2 separate regions of the Capra hircus genome follow, and region 2 is linked to region 1. A link is a contact called in public Hi-C data. All regions are on one chromosome and are shown on one strand. The core of a region is the stretch at or near the end of the contact, and the rest is flanking DNA. Distances in the headings are between cores, read along the strand shown.

Region 1 (3,495 bases), core at 202-2,701:
CCAGCATCAGGGTCTTTTCCAATGAAAAGAACTTGCATCAAGTGGCCAGAGTATTGGAGTTTCAGCTTCAGCATCAGTCCTTCCAATGAATATTCAGGACTGATTTCCTTTAGGATGGACTGGTTTGATCTCCTTGCAGTCCAGAGGACTCTCAAGAGTCTTCTCCAACACCAGAGTTTAAAAGCATCAATTCTTCGGCACTCACCTTTCTTTATAGTCCAACTTTCACATCCATACATGACTACTGGAAAAACCATAGCTTTGACTAGATGGACCTTTGTAGGCAAAGCAATGTCTCTGTTTTTTAATATGCTATCTAGATTGGTCATAGTTTTTCTTCCAAGAAGCAAACGTCTTTTAATTTCATGGCTGCAGTCACCATCTGCAGTGATTTTGGAGCCCAAGAAGATAAAGTCTCACTGTTTCCATTGTTTCCCCATCTATTTGCCATGAAGTGATGGGACCAGATGCCATGATCTTTGTTTTCTGAATGTTGAGTTTTAAGGCAAATTTTTCACTCTCCTTTCCACTTTCATCAAGAGGCTCTTTAGTTCTTCACCTGCTGCCATAAGGGTGGTGTCATCTGCATATCTGAGGTTATTGATATTTCTCCTGGCAATCTTGATTCCAGCTTGTGCTTCATCCAGCCCGCATTTCGCACGATGTACTCTGCATAGAAGTTAAATAAGCAGGGTGACAATATACAGCCTTGACTTACTCCTTTTCCTATTTGGAACCAGTCTGTTGTTCCATGTCCAGGTCTAACTGTTGCTTCTTGACCTGCATACAGATTTCTCAAAGACAGGTAAGGTGGTCTGGTATTCCCATCTCTTTCAGAATTTTCCACAGTTTGTTGTGATCCACACAGTCAAAGGCTTTGGTGTAGTCAATAAAGCAGAAGTAGATGTTTTTCTGGAACTCTCTTGCTTTTTCCATGATCCAGCGGATGTTGGCAATTTGATCTCTGGTTCCTCTGCCTTTTCTAAATCCAGCTTGAACATCTGGAAGTTCATAGTTCACATAATGTTGAAGCCTGGCTTGGAGAATTTTGAGCATTACTTTGCTAGCGTGTGAGATGAGTGCAGTTGTGCAGTAGTTTGAACATTCTTTGGGACTGGAATGAAAACAGCTTTTCCAGTCCTGTGGCCACTGCTGAGTTTTCCAAATTTGCTAGCATATTGAGTGCAGCACTTTCATAGCATCATCTTTCAGGATTTGAAATTCCATCCCCTCCACTAGCTTTGTTCGTAGTGATGCTTCCTAAGGCCCACTTGATTTCCCATTTCAGGATTCCTAAACTTCTTTAGTTCCTGAAGATTCCTGTTGCTGCAGAACTTAAGTTTAGGAATCAGATTCCAAGCCTCCCTGGGAGGCTACACGGAGGCCACCAGCAGAGGGCAGGGTCCTGCCCACTGTGCCTTCTGGTCTGCAAGGCGGCGGCGCGGAAGCACTTCCCGGCTGTGGGGCGGGACTTCCGGCGGCGGTCCCAGATCTAGGGGGCGCAGCGGCAAGGAGTTGTCCTTCTAAGCGAGAGTTGTATTTCGAATCTGCACGTGTTCGCCACCGCCTCCGCTTCCAAAATGTTCCAGCTGCTGCGCTGCGTGCCCCGCGTCCTGGGTTCTGCCGTCGCTGGTCTCCGCGCCGCCGCGCCCTCCCTGCCGCTTCTGCAGCCCGCGTCCCGGCCATGCGCCCGGCCCTTCGGGCTGCTGAGCGTGCGCGCGGGGTCGGTTCAGCTGCCCGGCCTCCTGAAGCCTCGGGGGCCCTGCGCTTGCGGCTGCGGCTGTAGCGGACTGCACACCGAAGGTGAGACTCATGCACGTGGGCCGGGGGCGTGAGGGGCGTGGGCCTAGGTGGGGCGGGGTGTTAGGGGCTGGGAGGTGTAGACCACCTGAATGGACAGTCCGGAGCCGCTCCTGAGGTCCGGAACATTCTCCCAGTGATGGTCGACCTGCTAGTTAAACCCACGCGTAGTAACATTTCCCGTCCTCCCCCACCCCTGTTTGGCTGCGGGGAGAGATACTGTAAAGTCCTGGAGGCCGGCTTTACCTCAGTCTCTCGAAAATGGAACTTTGCGAAAGCCCAAGGTCGCGGTTAGAAGTAGCGTGGTGATGTTTCTTGGCAAGTGAAAGGGTAGTGGCGACTTTTTTTTTTTTTTTGCCTTATTTTGAAACGTCGTGAGAAGTTCATTATTCTGGATCACTTTCCTAGAATCCATGCTCAGCTTCCCACTGATAGCTTACATTTTTACAGATGAAGGAATTGAGGTTTAATGGATATGAGTTGGGCTGAGTCCACAGAGCCATCATTAATAGAAGTATTAGGAAAAAACAGGCTAAGTCCTGGTCTCTGCTTGTAGTAACGGGGTCATTTTCCATTTTAGACTAATTGGCTCTTTCTGTAACTTATTTCCATTGTAGGAGACAAAGCTTTTGTTGACTTCCTCAGCGATGAGATCAAGGAGGAAAAGAAGATACAGAAATATAAGTCTCTCCCCAAAATGTCAGGAGGTTGGGAATTGGAAGTGAATGGGACGGAAGCCAAATTAGTGCGGAAAGTTGCTGGAGAAAAGTAAGTACCAGGGACCTATGGAGCCCAGGGGACCACATCCTTAAACCTGCAGGACCTGCTGTGAGGTATCCACAACAACTTTTAGTTAAGACAGGTGCTTAACTGACTCCTGGTTTCCCAGAGATGGTATGAATCATTTGGATATCTTCTTAGGCTCCTTTTTGCTTATTCACTGCACAGTAATGTGCTGTGGTGGTTAACAAGGAGACAGTAAGCTAGTAGCGGGGTTCCCCAGTGGCTTGGCAGTCCAGAACCCACCTGCCAAAGGAGGAGGCGTGAGTCTGAAATGGCAACTCACTCCAGTATTCTTGACTGGAAAATCCAATGGACAGAGGAGTCTGGCAGGGAGTCCATGGGGTTGCAGAGTCAGATATGACTGAGTGCCTGAACATCACCCCAGTAGCACTGAAGCCAAGCCACTGGGAGTCTTCTGGACCAGTAGAGGCAGCAGTCACTGAGCCCTTCCTGGTGAGTGAGGCTGTGCCTTGCCCACAACTAGGCATGCAAATTCAGAGATTCCGGCACTGCCAACAGAATCGGATTTACTCTGCTGGGTCTACTACGCTCAGGCTCTGGCTGAGGAAAATAAAGCCCCCGTTCTGTTTACAGTTGAGAAAGCAAGATAATTAACAGGGTGGAGTTGAAGTATAGTTTTTCATTAGAAAAGAGGGACGCTTTTGGCCTGCTTAAGCTGTTTTAAATCCACGGTCCACTTTGAAGTTTCGCATGCGCTGTGAAGCAGCCGGCTGGTGCTTTTGCCTAGTAGTGTAGCATTTTCCCCTTCATAGGTCAATTGTGTGGTCTGTAACGTGACCCAAACCACTCTCCTAGGCGAAGTCATAGGCAGTTTGGGACCATTATAATGTGCTGCTGAACATAGCTGCATTTCTCTGTCCAGGGGTCAGTTTGGTCCACACTGTCACAGCT
Region 2 (3,887 bases), core at 496-2,995, 160 kb after region 1:
CCCAGGGAGGCTAAGGGTTCACGTAGGAAGTTGTTGGCAGACGGAGTCCAGCATTTGGACCTCCTGATGCCCCTGCTTGGATGTGCTGTGCCAAGTGCATTGTGGGAAGCAGTGGGTTGACCAAGTTCACTGCATCTCAGCTCAACATGGCCATCCCAAAGGCTTAGCAAAATCATTTATGGCATGAGTCAATGAGACACAAACCAAGGAGTCACCAAGGAGTAGCAGAAGATAAGTTCTACCCACCGAAGCATTTATTCACTTCTTGAAAGATCATGTGCCATTTGCTCTTAGAGAAGTTTTTGAGCAGCTAAGTTTTGGATCAACCTTAATAAGAAAGAACCTAGACTTTTGTAAATGGACAGACCTGGGTTGAAGGTCTTTCCTGGGCTGTGCAGAGCTGATTCCTGATGTAACCACCCAGAACCTCGATATTCTTACGTGTAAAATGGAGACAATAATCTTCCAAATAAGTGAAGATAAGGTGAGATAAGAGTACCGATTTTGGGTCCTGATTCCCAGAAGGGGGATACTCCCTCAATTCAGTTCAGTTCAGTCACTCATTCATGTCCGACTCTGCGACCCCATGGACTGCAGCACGCCAGGTCTCCCTGTCCATCACCAGCTCCGAGTTTACTCAAACTCATGTCCATTGAGTCAGTGATGTCATTCAGCCATCTCATCCTCTGTCGTCCCCTTCTCCTCCCGCCTTCAATCTTTCCCAGCATCAGAGTCTTATGAGTCAGTTCTTTGCAGCAGGTGGCCAAAGCATTGGCACCTACTTTGGGATACTCCATAGTGGGATTTATCACTTCTGTGGTGAGCTGACAATTATGTGCGCCCCCTCCCAGTGCCAAGTCCAGTCACTCCCGTCAGTTACTTCAAATTGGCCCCGGTGAGGATATTTATGTCATGGAAATAAGCAAACACTACAAATTTCAGGAATCTTTTTGTCTCCCGATAGCCTGTTGTTACCTGTTTACCAGACATCCCAGGGTATTGTCATTATGGTTGGAAGTAATCGGAACTTTTTCACTCCAGGCAGACACAATGCGTACCAGTTTGGCTGTTTTTACTGACGTGACCACTCAGTCAGAACAGTCGATTCCACAGAATGGTTGGTTGGCTTCCCCACCCGCGGCCCCCATTTCAGAGGCAGTGGTGTTGTGGGAAAGACGATTCAGTCCAGTGGTCACTCGGACCCACTTCTTGATGCAGTGTGTCACACACCCTCAGAAACACAAGCAAAAGCTGGGTCAGAGTGCCAGGGCCCCCCGTGGGCTTATGAGAGCTGTCTTCCTTGGGGAACAGCCTTTATATTAATACGTGTGAACTGGTTTCTTACCCACGTCTGTCTCTGAGTCTGGGGGGTTGTCAGGTTCCCTCAGCTTTTCTGGAGTTCCAGGGTGCTCAGGGCAGGCTCATCTGTGGGGAACGCCACAGAATGGTTAGCTGACTTCCCCACCCGTGGCCCCCATTGCGGAGGCAGTGGTGGTATGGGAAAGACAATTCAGTCCAGTGGTCACTTGAACCCACTTCTTGGTGCAGTGTGTCACACACCCTCAGAAACCCTGGGGCCCGACCTCTCCATCACAGGATGGTCTACTGGTGGGCCTTGCAGGAACACAGGAGCAGCAAGAAGAATCTGGCTCCTAGAAAAGGAATTGGTTGCCTGGTGATGATGTCTGGGCCTCTCCCTGGTGGGCTGAGCATAAAGGGGAAGTGTGGTCAGGCTGGCACTCACAGCTCGGGCTGGGTGGAAGGCCTGTGGGCAAGGGACTGCCTCTCCCCAGTTGTGCCGAGCCACGGCCTTCAGAGCACTGATGGCCCCTCAGCTGCTCACATCTGGACCTCCTGCAACTCAGGTAAGCACCTGGGCCCTGTCAAGGCAGATGATCACCAGGGCTGGGATGGGGGATTGTAGCCTGGGGCCTGGGGACCACTGGGTGGGGCTGGAGAAAAACTGGCCTTGAAGAAACCACCCTGCTGGGGCTGGCTGGATGACCTCAAGGTCATCTCCAGCTCCTGGGGCCTCCTCGTATGTATGGTGGGGTTATGAAGAGGCCTGCTTCTCAGGCTGCTTGGGAGTGAGACGGGTGTACTATGAGGAGGTTGTAATCATTCTCTGGATTCTGATGGTGAGTTTGGGTACCTGACCCATGCAGGGACCCTCCATGCGTCTGTGCTGGAGGGAGAGTGGAGATTGAGGCACTAACTCTGTGAACTTGGGGCTCCCCCTGAAGCCCTGGAAGGAGCACGAACAGCCCTGGTGTCTTTGTCACTGTGTCTCTAGCATTCAGGGACCTCTCTTTTAGAGGCATCAGAGTCAAGACCTCCATTGAGCCATCTACTTTCGCCTTCTGGAAAAAATTATTGCGGTGGGGGCCTGGGTTCAGCTTTGTCCTTTTCACTCCCCCCTTCTCATGCAACAGTTGTCCTTCATGTCACTCCCTTTCCTGGTCCCTCTGCATGTGTGAACCTCTAAGGAAGCATCAGAAGTGGGGATTGTTGAGCCTGCAGAAGACAAGGGCTGCTGCTGCTGCTGCCGCTAAGTCGCTTCAGTCATGTCCAACTCTGTGCGACCCCCACAGGCTCCCCTGTCGCTGGGATTCTCCAGGCAAGAACACTGGAGTGGGTTGCCATTTCCTTCTCCAATGCATAAAAGTGAAAAGTGAAAGTGAAGTCACTCAGTCATGTCCGACTCTTCGAGACCTCATGGACTGCAGCCTACCAGGCTCCTCCATCCATGGGATTTTCCAGGCAAGAGTACTGGAGCTTTTTTTGAATAATTTTTTTTTTTTAGCATCTCTTTCTTTTTCTCTTTCTGAAAATTTGAAAACTGCAAGGCAATAGGGGAAACAATGACCCTTGATCCCACCACCTCACAACAATCACAGTAAAGAGGGTGCTACTGTCTTGCCTTCTGGTCATTGTTTCTTAGGCATAGCTGTTTCGGAAAGTTGCCTATGTTTTATTTTGATGTAAGTACATTCTAGACATAGAAATACAGACATCGCTGCTGTCTTCAGGGCACCAGCATCCCTGATCTCTTCCATCTACTCAACATGAGGCCGGCATTCCTGCCAGAGAGCCCCTGGGTGACAGGTCCAAGTTTCCCTCATATTCTCAGAGCCAAACAAACAGGGGAAAGTAAGCAACAGCGAGGGGCTTCCCTGGTGGCTAAGCGATAAAGAATCTGCCTGCAATGCAGGCGACCTGGGTTTGATCCCTGGGTCAGAAAGATCCCTTGGAGGAGGGAATGGCAACCCACTCCAGTATTCTTACCTGGAGAATTCCATGGACAGAGGAGCTTGGTGGACTACAGTCCCTGGGGTCCCAAAGAGTCAGACGTGACTGAGTGACTAACCCTTACAAGCAAAGGCAAGTAGAAACTTGGTTGGACCCAAGGAAGGACTGCTCGGTTGTAGAAATCCTGGGATAAACTCACTAAGAATCCTGAATGACCTGCAGCTCTGGAGAGCTCTGCTAACCCATCACCCCAAACATCTCAAAAATATTAGAAAATTGACCTGTTTGAGAGCAGGAAGCAGAAGCTCTTGTAAAACATGATGCCTACATTTTCAAAAATGTGTTTGCTTTATGCCTCATAGCAAGGCTGGGTGGGAGGGAAAGAAAGAAGGACCCTACTCTTACTCACCGAACAATCTCAATTCACCTTTCTGGGCTTTCTCCCAGTCGTTCTCCTGGCACACCTTCAAGTATTACATGATGCGGCTATAGTCTAGATATAAGTCAGCGTTCTGTTCCTTTCATTTTATGTGGTTTCTCAATAGTTCATGGTGCTTTCCTCCTAATGACTCTTTAATTACTGCATCCTATCCTATCAAGTCTCCAGTCTTCTTGCCTGGAAAATCCCATGGACAGAG

Evidence for each region. Hi-C and Micro-C count contacts between places; a contact is called where the count stands out from the background.
Region 2: a Hi-C map of blood shows a contact between it and region 1, with 4 times the contacts expected there. The contact joins the promoter of SCIMP here to the promoter of C1QBP in region 1. A contact is called at or near these places in 2 of 5 Hi-C or Micro-C datasets (both in blood).

The regions. Positions count from the first base shown.
Region 1 is chr19:25,926,818-25,930,312 of ARS1.2, forward strand. It overlaps C1QBP (complement component 1 Q subcomponent-binding protein, mitochondrial), which reads left to right and starts at 1,452. Exons shown (of 6, transcript XM_018064467.1): 1 at 1,452-1,803; 2 at 2,418-2,568. The coding sequence starts at 1,581. It overlaps RPAIN (RPA-interacting protein), which reads right to left. Exons shown (of 8, transcript XR_001296867.2): 8 at 2,898-3,495.
Region 2 is chr19:26,085,991-26,089,877 of ARS1.2, forward strand. It overlaps SCIMP (SLP adapter and CSK-interacting membrane protein), which reads left to right and starts at 1,746. Exons shown (of 5, transcript XM_013972056.2): 1 at 1,746-1,865. The coding sequence starts at 1,824.